Regions from separate parts of the Zea mays genome. Here all the other regions are linked to region 1. A link is a contact called in public Hi-C data. All regions are on one chromosome and are shown on one strand. The core of a region is the stretch at or near the end of the contact, and the rest is flanking DNA. Distances in the headings are between cores, read along the strand shown. Region 1 holds the start of LOC100191684. Region 2 holds the start of LOC100274986. Region 3 has its middle 4.2 kb from the start of TRNAE-CUC.

Region 1 (3,712 bases), core at 871-3,370:
CTCATCCCTTTTTTTTCTTGGTTCTAGTCCTGAAGCAATTTGGACAAACATAGGTATTAGAATATGCCTATAATTCCTTTTGGGCAAACATAGGTGTTGGAATATGCCTTGGAATATGATTTCCTGTACGCCTATAAATATAGGCCCTCCCTGTAACTTGTACTCTGTGGTTGATAGTAGATCTGTTTCCTCGTGGTTGTTTGCTCCTCCATATTGGAGGAGATTTTTCCACGTAAATCTTTGTGTCTATTTTATTTCCTAACAAGTGATATAGGAGCTAGGGTTAGACACATTATTTTTATCCACATTGTGGCCGCCGCCGCCGCTGGGTTTTAAGGTTTCTCGTGTCAATCGTATTATCTTGAAGGGCAACCGTTTGAAAAATCTCTATTACTTGCAATGTTCAATAGTTGATGGTGAAGCTGTTTCTATTGCGTTCTAGAAGAGGGGTTATTTTGATGATACGAAGCCATGCTCGAGTTCCAAGTCTAATGATTCCTTAGACTTGGTTGATATTCAAATTTAGCATCCTAGTGGTGTTTGTGAAATGGTTCTATAGATTTAGAGTCAAGGGGAGATTTGTTGGAATATGCCTCTTATTCCTTTTATATATTTGGAATATGCTTTCCTGTACGCCTATAAATATAGGCCCTCCCTGTAACTTGTACTATGCGGTTGATAGTTGATCTATTTTCTCGTGGTTGTTTGCTCCTCTATATTGAAGGAGATTTTTTCACGTAAATCTTTGTGTCTATTTTATTTCCCTGACAATAGGTTTTTCTTCTAGATCCTCATCAGGGATAGACTCGATATAAGAAACCTTCTATGAAGGAAAAAAACAAGGCTCTTGATTACTATATCTGCGTTTTATGCAATTCAGGTTCTGAGGGGGCTAGTTTCCACCTCTCATTTAAATGTTCTTTGAGTCAATCTTGCTGGAACACAATTTCCATCAGTCGGAACCTGAGTCTGCAACCTTTAGACACACGATCACTGAGGCTAGAACAAGTTTTGACAGTCCCATTTTCAGAGAGATTTTCATCGCTCCTTGTTGGATCATCTGGACTACAAGAAATGAAGTTCTTTTGCTTTTTTTGAAAATAACCACATTAACCTAAATACTTGAAAAGCTCAATTCAAAGAGGAACTCTGTTTGATGTGTATCAAAGGCAAGGAAAGCCGATCGACAAGGTCCCCTCATTCTTTAGAGAGAGAGCTATAGTTAGGCCTTCTCGTTTGTTTCTTTTTGGGCCAGAAAGCCTTGTCTCCTTTGTAGCTTTACATTTGTATATAGTTCTTTTGTTAATGAAAACATAAAATTTAGGCAGGGAGCTCCTGTGCCGACTTGCTAAAAAAACTATGTCACTTAGGTTTACATTAAAAAAAAATGCATTTTTGAATACCTAAACTCGTTAAACGGTGCACTATAGGTTCATACTAACTGACCCCAGCCTTCTGATTCCCTCTTATTGTCATGCTGACCCAAGTCTGATTGACGCAGTTGATCCCTTCCCCTCAATGTTCCTCATCTGCGTGTCGCTGTGCCGCGCTGCCATTGATCGAGACCTTATCATCCGTATGGCACAAGAGCTAATGTAGCAGTACCCATGACACCTTATCACTTACACTTAAGGATATAGAAATCTATTTTTAAAGTTTGTAAACCTAATTAACATACACTTACAAAGTCGACGGTCTTAACTCTACACTAGAGTAATATACAGTAGGTAGTCCATGTGTGCTGGATCATAAGCTAGATTTGAGTAAATGCTTTATACTGATAGTATTATTGACAACACAAGAGCAACATATCACTGATTTAGATAAACTTCAGTTACTCCACTAAACACAGTATGTCATGTTCATGTCATGGTCTGAGTGTCTGACCATGGGTGGTCCCCTACAAAACAAAACAAAAGCGGCCAGCACGACCACAGGAGGGGCCAGCGAGGAGTGGCACCTGGGCGTGCCACGCGTGCACTCGGCATCTCCATAGCCCCAAGTCACCAATGGGAGGAGACTCCTTATCCGATGCTCTTATCCTGCGTTCTGTGGCCTCTGCTCAGCTGCTCGTAGATGGCGACAAACTCACCCGCCCTCACAAAGCGCCCTTCACGACACGCACCCACCCACCAGACAGACAGAGGAGAGGAGAAAGGGCAAAAGGCAACACCGCCCGCGACGACCACGATGGCAGCCTCGCTCCAAGTCCAAGCCGCGGCCACCTTGATGCAACCGGCCAAGATCGGCGGCCGGGCGCCGTCCGCCTCGCTGCCGTCGTCCCGCCCGTCGTCGCAACTCGCCAGGGCGTTCGGCGTCGACGCCGGCGCCGCCAGGATCACGTGCTCCCTCCAGTCCGACGTCAGGGACGTCGCCAGCAAGTGCGTCGACGCCGCCAAGCTCGCCGGCTTCGCGCTCGCCACCTCGGCGCTCCTCGTCTCGGTAAGTATAAGATAAGCGTGCATTATCAGCAAGCTTACGCTTACCTGTGCCTGCTCCTCAACAACGTCGATCGAAGCTGATGACACGTGTGTGCGCAGGGCGCGAGCGCGGAGGGCACGCCCAAGAGGCTGACCTACGACGAGATCCAGAGCAAGACGTACCTGGAGGTGAAGGGCACGGGCACGGCGAACCAGTGCCCGACCATCGACGGCGGCGTGGACTCGTTCCCGTTCAAGCCCGGCAAGTACCAGATGAAGAAGCTGTGCCTGGAGCCGACGTCCTTCACCGTCAAGGCGGAGGGCATCGCCAAGAACGCGCCGCCCGAGTTCCAGAAGACCAAGCTCATGACCCGCCTCACCTACACGCTGGACGAGATCGAGGGCCCGCTCGAGGTCGCCTCCGACGGCACCCTCAAGTTCGAGGAGAAGGACGGCATCGACTACGCCGCCGTCACCGTGCAGCTCCCGGGCGGCGAGCGCGTGCCCTTCCTCTTCACCGTCAAGCAGCTCGTCGCCACCGGCAAGCCGGACAGCTTCGGCGGGCCCTTCCTCGTGCCCAGCTACCGCGGCTCCTCCTTCCTCGACCCCAAGGGCCGCGGCGGCTCCACCGGATACGACAACGCCGTCGCGCTCCCCGCCGGAGGCAGAGGCGACGAGGAGGAGCTCCAGAAGGAGAACATCAAGAACGCCGCCTCGTCCACGGGCAACATCACGCTGAGCGTCACCAAGAGCAACCCGGACACCGGCGAGGTCATTGGCGTATTCGAGAGCGTGCAGCCGTCGGACACCGACCTCGGGGCTAAGGCGCCCAAGGATGTCAAGATCCAGGGGGTCTGGTACGCGCAGCTCGAGTGATTCGTTTTAACTGTTAGAGGCGTCGGACCGTCATGGAGAACTTTTGAGAGAGGAGGAGGAATCGTGTATGTAACTATTAATGCAAATTCGGGCTGTTGGTTTTTAATTTCAGTTTGGGTTTCTTCTTTCTTTCTTGTGTACTCCAGTGGACTCCCGTGTGCAAACACGAAGAGTGGCTGTTTGACACCAGAGATTAATTGTTACTTCCTCCGTCTCAGATTATAATATATTTTGATCTTTTTAGATACACTTTTACTATATACTTAAACAGAAGTATATATTCAGATGCACATAAATATGGTAATGGATCACGATCTAAATATTTCTTCGTAATAAGTTAGACCCTTAATTAATTTAAGTTCAAAAGTAAATAGGAATAAAGCTCGATCCTAATCTGATTCAGTTCTTAAATTTTA
Region 2 (3,712 bases), core at 906-3,405, 430 kb before region 1:
GGATTCCGGCCGGATCTGGGTATCTTCCGGCCCAAGCTCGCGGCGGCCTGCTTGAAGGGAGTGGTCCCGCCGCCGACCCGCATCTGCTGCTGCTGCTCGGCCTCCTGCCGGCTCGTGGACGGCCGCGACACCGCCAGCAGCGGCAGCAGCATCCGCCGTCGCACCACCGCTGCAGCCTTCAGCTCAGCCGGCGCCTCGGCCGATGAACACGGCGGGGTGAGCAGGAGGAGGACGAACGCCGCCAGCAGCAGCGCCGGACACACCACGGCCCTGCTCCTGCTGCTACGGCCCATCATATCTGCACTTGCTTCTGCAGAGACCAGCGTGCGGTGTGCTCTAGAGGCAAGGATAGATCGAGCTAGGAGAGACTGTGGGGAGTTGGCTAGAGCCCTAGAGGGAGTATAGAGCACTACTAGTACTGTGTCATTCCACTAGCTTGCATGCATGTACTCTAGACTCTAGAGTAGTAGCAAGCGGCGTCGTTAGCATGTACTCTAGAGTGCCTGCCGTGGGAACTCATGTGCTGCTTCCTGCCTTTGTTTTTCCCGCATCGTCCCAAACTGGGCGCCATGTGCTGCATCTTTGACTGCGTCGACTGGCATGACGCCGCTAGCTAAAAGCCTAAAACTAAAACCAGCGGGGGTTAGTTGGCGTCGACGGAATCACGGAAGGCAAGGGAAGGGGAAGATGTCAGTGGGCCACTTCGCCTCAGACTGGTTTTACACACGGATTAAAGAACCCTTCTGATGACGGTGGTCGGTAGTACTCTGTTCTGTTCTAATCACTAACCGTCAGGCTGCGTAACGCTACCTGCACGGAGGCTGCACTGCTGCAGCCACCAACATGCTCTGCGCTGAGTTTCAAAGCGGTTTTTTCTTCGGACGGAACCAAAGTCTGAACCACAGCTGTGCTGAGTTTCAGAGCAGAGAGATCATTGCACAAAGACAGACAGGGCGCCAAAAAGGCACGGAGTCATTCGTCAAGCGACCACCGCACCACACATCTGTTCTGTTCGCCGGCGTGGGAAGGCGCCGTGCGTGCGTGCACGCCTTACGCCTTACACCTTGATAGAATAATAAAAAAAAACGGGCCGGAGGATCAGCCAGAGACAGCCGTGCCTCTTGGCTGGAAAGCGGAGCTCCTTTTCCCCGGCGCCCCGATGGGTGGTTTCGGTACGGCGGCGTGCGGCGCCACCGCCCCGCGCTACGCGTGGCCTGCCCCCAGCCGGCGAGCACGGGCTCCGGCTACCTTTGCCACAGTTCGTGGCTAACTGTGTCACACTTTAACTAAGATTAATCGTTCGAGTTAAAGAATTAATCTTAATAAGAAAAGTTAGATAAAATGTGGCGAGTTAGGTAGCGAACCAAACAGAGTCCGCGCGCGTGACTATGGACACTACCTAATTATATAGGGTACCGACAGCCGTGACGAATCTAGCCAACAACATTGTTGAAGTCAGCAAGACCAGATTTAATACATGATACAAATTTTCTTAAACTTTAACAATATTTTTCTAAAGAATTCATAAATTTTATCGGGTCAGCCAAACACCCCTAGTCCGGTCCCTGACCGACAGTTTCACTGCCGGCAAATTAGGGGTCTGTTTGGTTCAGCTTTTTTCTGACCAGCTTTTCTAAAAATCTGGCTGTGGAGAGAATCTGGATGTGGGGAGAATCTGAGTATCATTACGATTACGTGTGGAGGAAGATAAAGTTATTCATAAGGCTCAGGATCTAGAAAGTGACGGATTCCTACTGTTACAACGACTCAACCGATTATGTGTTTATGTTAATTTTTGATGGTTTTTGTCCCAATAAATTTTATAGAAGCTGCCTGAAAAGTTAAACGTTTGACAGTCCGTAACAGCTTTTGGTGGCCAGAAGCTGCCAGAATCCGAAACAAAGGCCCTAGATGAGATGAGGCATCAGCCGCATCTGATCTGAATTGTTGTATGCAGCGTATGATTGGATCACTGGACACGTTACTAGTGCATACTCCCTCCGTTTTTATATATTTGACGTTGGTATGCGCCCATGCCCCTGGGCTCTGGCCACATATGTACACAGGCGCAAGTAACGCAATATGAGATCATGCCGTGGTCTGGGAAGAAGCAGGAGCGGGGATGGGCATCTGCTGGTTCATCCGGCCTGCCTGCCCCTATATATATTATACAAACAAGTGCCGACGAGGTTGATGGGAGGATCTGTTGCCAGTCTTGGATGCATGCTACTGAACGTGAACATGTAAATATCTGTACGTCTGCAAAGGCAGCTGCAGCAGAGAGGGGAGGGGGGAAATTCCAATCTCAGCAAACAGTTCCTGCCAGTTTCAGATCCAGATGCCAAAGAACAAGGCCCCCCAAACCGGACGCTCTATTTTCTAGTTTCTACAGCATAGTACTGCCGAAACAACACGCATCACTGGAACTTCCTGATCGACGACCCAGGTTTGGGAGCCTCCAAGAACTTGCAACGGCCTGTGCCGCTCGGTTCCATCTCCTCGGTCTTCCGTTTCCGGCTTGGGCGGCGAGAAGAGAAGGCGCCGCGGGCAGCGGCTGCCGGGGTTGCGCTTATACGCGAGCGCGCCTGGCCGCCTGCTCAGGGGGTGAAACGGGCCGGTAAGAACGGGAAGTGTTAGCCCAGAAAAGGCCCATCTACCTGTGAACATGGATCGCGGTGAACGCCCGCGACGCCTTCCCCGGCCGCGGCGGCCTCCCCGCCCGCACAGCCACTGGCCGTGACGGAGCGGCCCCTCCCGTTCCTCATGGATTCGCGCGCGTTCTTCCTTTCTGGGCGAGGGCGACCACCGGAAGGCAGCAGCCGGCAACCGCGACTGTTGACATTTGCGTTAGAGGTTGGTGCTGTGCTTTTTTTTTTTTGCTAGGGCTTGCTGGTGTTAGGCGTTGTGCATTGTGAAAATTGTCGGGCTGTTAGGATTTTGTAATCTGGGGAAGTGTGCATTGCTTATGGTCTTGCTTCCACCATTGTGCTGCTGTGGTTGCTCTAGGACTGCTGGAAACCATGTAGGCTTACGCATCATATTGTTGTGGACGGAGGAGGGAACCAAAACTGGAATCAAACAATACCGACTATGCTTTAAGTTAGATTACGAACACCGCTGATTCATAAATTGCCCCCTCTCAGAGCAATAACAGTAAGCTAAAATTCTGAAGAATGGTATATCTTGTCCCCCTTCACAGATTATTTTTTTTTTAAAAAACAGCGAAGTCCATCTTTCTTCCTCAATTATGCTATCTATACAACAATCTTTTAAATACGTGCATCTGTACACCTAGTTCTAGAAATGTTTGTGAATTAATTGATAGCTGAATATGCCTTCAAAGTGCTTTCACTGTTCCTGCAATTGAACTTGAGTGCTATAGGTTTCAGATAAGAAGAGGGAAGCTCATAGCTGTGAGCCTTTTCTTTCCAAAGATTTACATACACACCTGTACAACTTCGCTAGGGTACAAACGAACGCATACTTAACAAGAGCCCCATGCTCTTTTTTTGCACTTTTCATGTTCAATTGTTTGAACTAGGAGGTGCAATATTTCCACGGAAGGAATAAGTAAAATTGTATAAGGGAGGGCCTCATGACAGCGAGTGAGCGAGGCTTTTCTTTCAGAAATGTACACTACTGTGCTCTTTGTTAGAAACTCTTCCTTCTACTGAAGTTACACCTAGTCGGGTGGAGTACAATATCACCACCT
Region 3 (3,712 bases), core at 365-2,864, 370 kb before region 1:
AAGACAAGGCAACCACCTTCTGCCGACTGCCATGCAATCGGTCCTCCTGCAAGGAAAAAAATGAGCCCGCTGGTGCTCTTCTGATCGTTGATGTTACCAGTGAGATTATCGGAGTACCCCAGCAACTTCGAAGTGCCTTCATTCTTTCTTCCTAGATGATAGTGCAGACCCCAATGCACCGTACCTGCCACGTAGCGAAAAATGTGTTTGACAGCAACGAGGTGCTCTTCTCAGGCGCTTCCATGAACCGGATGAGGTACCCTACTGCATATGCTAGGTTCGGCCTGGAGTTGCACAGGTACCTCAAGCTGCCGATCAAGCTGCGGTATTCGGTGGCGTCCACGCTCGGTGTTTCACCATCCTTGAGTAGCTTCAGCTTCATCTCCATGGGCGTGGCACTCGAGTTACACCCAGCCAGCCCCGCCTTCTCAAGAATCCTTGTTGCGTAGGCGCTCCGCCGGAGTGTGATGCCATTAGGCCCTTGCGTGACCTCCAGTCCAAGGTAGTAGGACAAGAGGCCGAGGTCACTCATGCGGAATGTGTTCATCATCTGCACCTTGAACTTGTTCACTGCACCTGCATCACCTCCAGTAATGATTAGATCGTCGACATACACGCCTACGATCAAGCGCGCGACTCCTTTTCCACGGGTATACATCCCATGTTCGTTGATGTAGCGAGCGAAGCCGAGCCCCATCAACGAGGCGTCTAGCTTCTGGTTCTAGGCCTGTGGAGCCTGACGGAGTCCGTACAACGCCTTATGGAGTCGAAGCACCTTGTGCTTGTTCTTGCCATTGACGAACCCTGGGGGCTGTTGAACGTACACCTCCTCCTGGAGTTCACCGTTCAAGAACGCTGACTTCATGTCCATATGGTGAACGCCCCAGCCATAGAGCGCAGCGATGGCAAGAAGCAGTCGCACAGATTCGAGTCGAGCGATTGGTGCGAAGACCTCGTCGAAGTCGATGCCAGGTTGTTGTACGTAGCCTTAGGCGACGAGGCAGGCCTTGTACTTGACAATGTTGCCATTCTCATCACACTTCACTTTGTACACCCATTTGAGTCCTATGGCGTGGTGACCACGTGGGAGCTCAACCAGCGACCACGTCTTGTTGTCGCGGATCGAGGACAACTCGTCCTCCATCGCGGCAACCCAATTTGGATCACTGTCGGCCTCCTTCAAAGTTCTGGGCTCCTCCATGCTCACGGTGTGTAGTTCAGCCTCCTCGACGTCGTGGTGCACCAGCCCGGGTGCTGCACCAACGCTATGGATGTTGTCCAGCATCCGATACTGGAGCTCCCTCCTCCCTTCATCAGCCTCAAAATTCAGGTCAGTGGTGAGCGGCATTGCGAACTCGATGCGTGGCCCGGCAGCAGGTGTTGCTGGTAGTGGAGTCTCGGTTCGTGGAGCAGGCGATGGTGAGGTTGGTGCAGATGACGTCGTAGGTCCGTTTGTAGAAGGTGGTGCGCCCAGTGAAGACGGTACGGTGTGCCCGGCAAAGGCAAACTGGGCACAACCACCTCGACGCGGCTCCGGCTCCTTGGGTCATAGTCATACTCCATCGTGAAGGAGTCGTCGCTGTCCGCTGTCGACGCTTCTCCCCAATCCCAGCATGCGCCCTCATCAAAGACGGTGTCGCGTGAGACATGAACAGGCTTGGTGATAGGGTCGTAGAAACAGTATGCCTTTGACCTGTCCTGATAGCTGATGAAGACGACTTTCTACCCGCGGTCATCAAGCTTGCTGAGGTGTGGATGCAGGTTCTTGATGTAGGCAAGGCACCCGAACACCTTGAGGAAGTGCACGGGCGGTTTCTTCTTGTACCACGCATGGTACGGTGTCAGCCCATTAAGCGCGCTGGTGGGCACCTGGTTTAGGAGGAAGATAGCGATGTGCACTGCCTCTCCCCAAAAATGTCCCGGCATACGACACGCACGCAGGATGCTCCTTGCCGTGTTCACAACCATCTGGTTTCGACGCTCGACAACGCTGTTTTGCCGTGGCGAGTACGGCGTCGAGAAGTGTTGATGAATCCCCTCTCCTGCATAGTATTTGCCAAACTGCACAGACGTGAGCTCACCACCATTGTCGGTATGAAGTACCTTCGTCTTCTTGCTGGTTTCGCGCTCGACATGCGCCTGGAATGCCATGATCGCTGTCGGTGCATCTGCCTTCGAGCGCAACAGCGTGAGCCACATGTAACGGCTCATGTCGTCGACCAGGAGAAGGAAGTAGGCATTCCCGACCGGTGTTGATGGCGAGATCGGACCACAGAGGTCACCATGTACAAGTTCGAGCTCCTCCTCAGCCCGGTACTTGACAGCCTACAGAAACGGTGTCCTCTTTTGCTTCACCAGTACGCAGTCCTCGTAGACCTACTCGATGTGGTCGATCGCCAGCAGCCCCTTCACCATCTCATCGCGCCTGAGGTTGCACTGTGCTTGGAAGTTGAGGTGGTCATAGCGCTCGTGCCAGCGCCACACCATGTCACCGACCCGTGCGGTGAGGCACACCGGGGCAACAACGTTCAAGTCGAGGAAGTAGAGCCGGCTTGGTGAACGGTGCACCTTCGCCAACAGCTGCCGTTGCAGGTCATAGAGGCATAGGATGCTGGGCTCGATGTCGACCTTGAACCCGTCCTCATCCATCTGGCCAAGGCTCACGATGTTGGTGGTGAGATGTGGGATGTAATAGACCCCATCAAGTCGATGGTGCTCGTCGGTCTTGCATGCGAAGAGGACGGTGCCTTTGCCCTCGATGTCGACCACCGAGTCGTCGCCAAATTTTACGGTGCCGGTGACGCTGGTGTTCAGCTCGGCGAAGACTGCACGCGTCCCCATCATGTGGTTCGTCGTGTCGGTGTCAAGCACCCAGCGATGAGATCCCCGGCCTCCTTTTCTTCCTCGCTGAGGTGGAGGAGAACCTTGCGCTCGATGAGGTGGACGCAGGCTTGTGGTTCAGCAGTAGGTGACGACGACCTGAGGTGTGAGCATGACATGGGCAGCGCAGTTACCTCAGTTTCCGCGGCGATGTACATCAGCGCATGCTCGTCCTCCTCGGCCTGTGTGACATGAGCCACACCCTTCTTCTTTCCACAGTAGTCCTTAGCTAAGTGGCCCATTTTGCCACAATTATCACAACGGTTGCCGCGTGGTGGCCTTCCGTCACCGGCGTTCCTAGTGGCGGCGCTCTTACTATCGTGGCCATCCCGTGACGAGGATCCATCACCATCACGTCCAGGTCCACGCCCACGACGCTTCCCACGTCCGCTGGATCCGGAGCTGCCGCCAGAGCCATCCTGCTCATGGCGCGCCTTGCGACGAGCCTCCCAATCTTCCTCGCACATCATCAGGCTACCCATGCCGTCCGTGATTTGTGGCAACTTTTCGCGCTCCTCAAACACGCGCAGGCGACCGATCACATCCTCGATCGTCGCCTTGTTTAGGTCCACGAACATCTCGATGGAGACAGCGGCCTGGTTCAGGCTCCTTCGGACGACCTGGAGCAACTTCTTGACTACCTCAGTGTCGGTGATGTTGTCGCCAAGGGTGTGAAGGTTGGTGGCGAGCTTAGTGATGCGGACCCCAAAGTCAGTGGCGGACTCCCCTTCCTTGAAGGCGAGGTTGGCGATGTCCCGGCGGAGCTGCTGCGCACTCACGTCGCGCGTGCACTCGTCACCAATCCGGAGCGTCCTGACCGCGTCCAAGGCAT

Evidence for each region. Hi-C and Micro-C count contacts between places; a contact is called where the count stands out from the background.
Region 2: a Hi-C map of leaf shows a contact between it and region 1, with 4 times the contacts expected there. The contact joins the promoter of LOC100274986 here to the promoter of LOC100191684 in region 1. A contact is called at or near these places in 7 of 25 Hi-C or Micro-C datasets (bundle sheath, ear, leaf and 1 more).
Region 3: a contact with region 1 is called in a Hi-C map of leaf mesophyll, with 5 times the contacts expected there. The contact joins the enhancer-like site here to the promoter of LOC100191684 in region 1. A contact is called at or near these places in 9 of 25 Hi-C or Micro-C datasets (ear, leaf, leaf mesophyll and 2 more).

What each region holds. Positions count from the first base shown.
Region 1 is chr5:53,563,658-53,567,369 of Zm-B73-REFERENCE-NAM-5.0, forward strand. LOC100191684 reads left to right here and starts at 2,121. Exons shown (of 2, transcript NM_001137113.1): 1 at 2,121-2,442; 2 at 2,541-3,613. The coding sequence starts at 2,191. The coding sequence ends at 3,296.
Region 2 is chr5:53,129,529-53,133,240 of Zm-B73-REFERENCE-NAM-5.0, forward strand. It overlaps LOC100274986, which reads left to right and starts at 2,156. Exons shown (of 4, transcript NM_001149214.2): 1 at 2,156-2,853. The coding sequence starts at 2,764.
Region 3 is chr5:53,191,992-53,195,703 of Zm-B73-REFERENCE-NAM-5.0, forward strand. No RefSeq gene overlaps it. Among protein-coding and RNA genes, the nearest start is that of TRNAE-CUC, 4.2 kb to the left of the region's middle. Within about 2 kb of position 1,615, at least 8 of the 20 cell types and tissues checked have an H3K27ac peak or open chromatin away from gene starts, as enhancers often do. A contact at or near this core is called in leaf and leaf mesophyll, where this site is marked.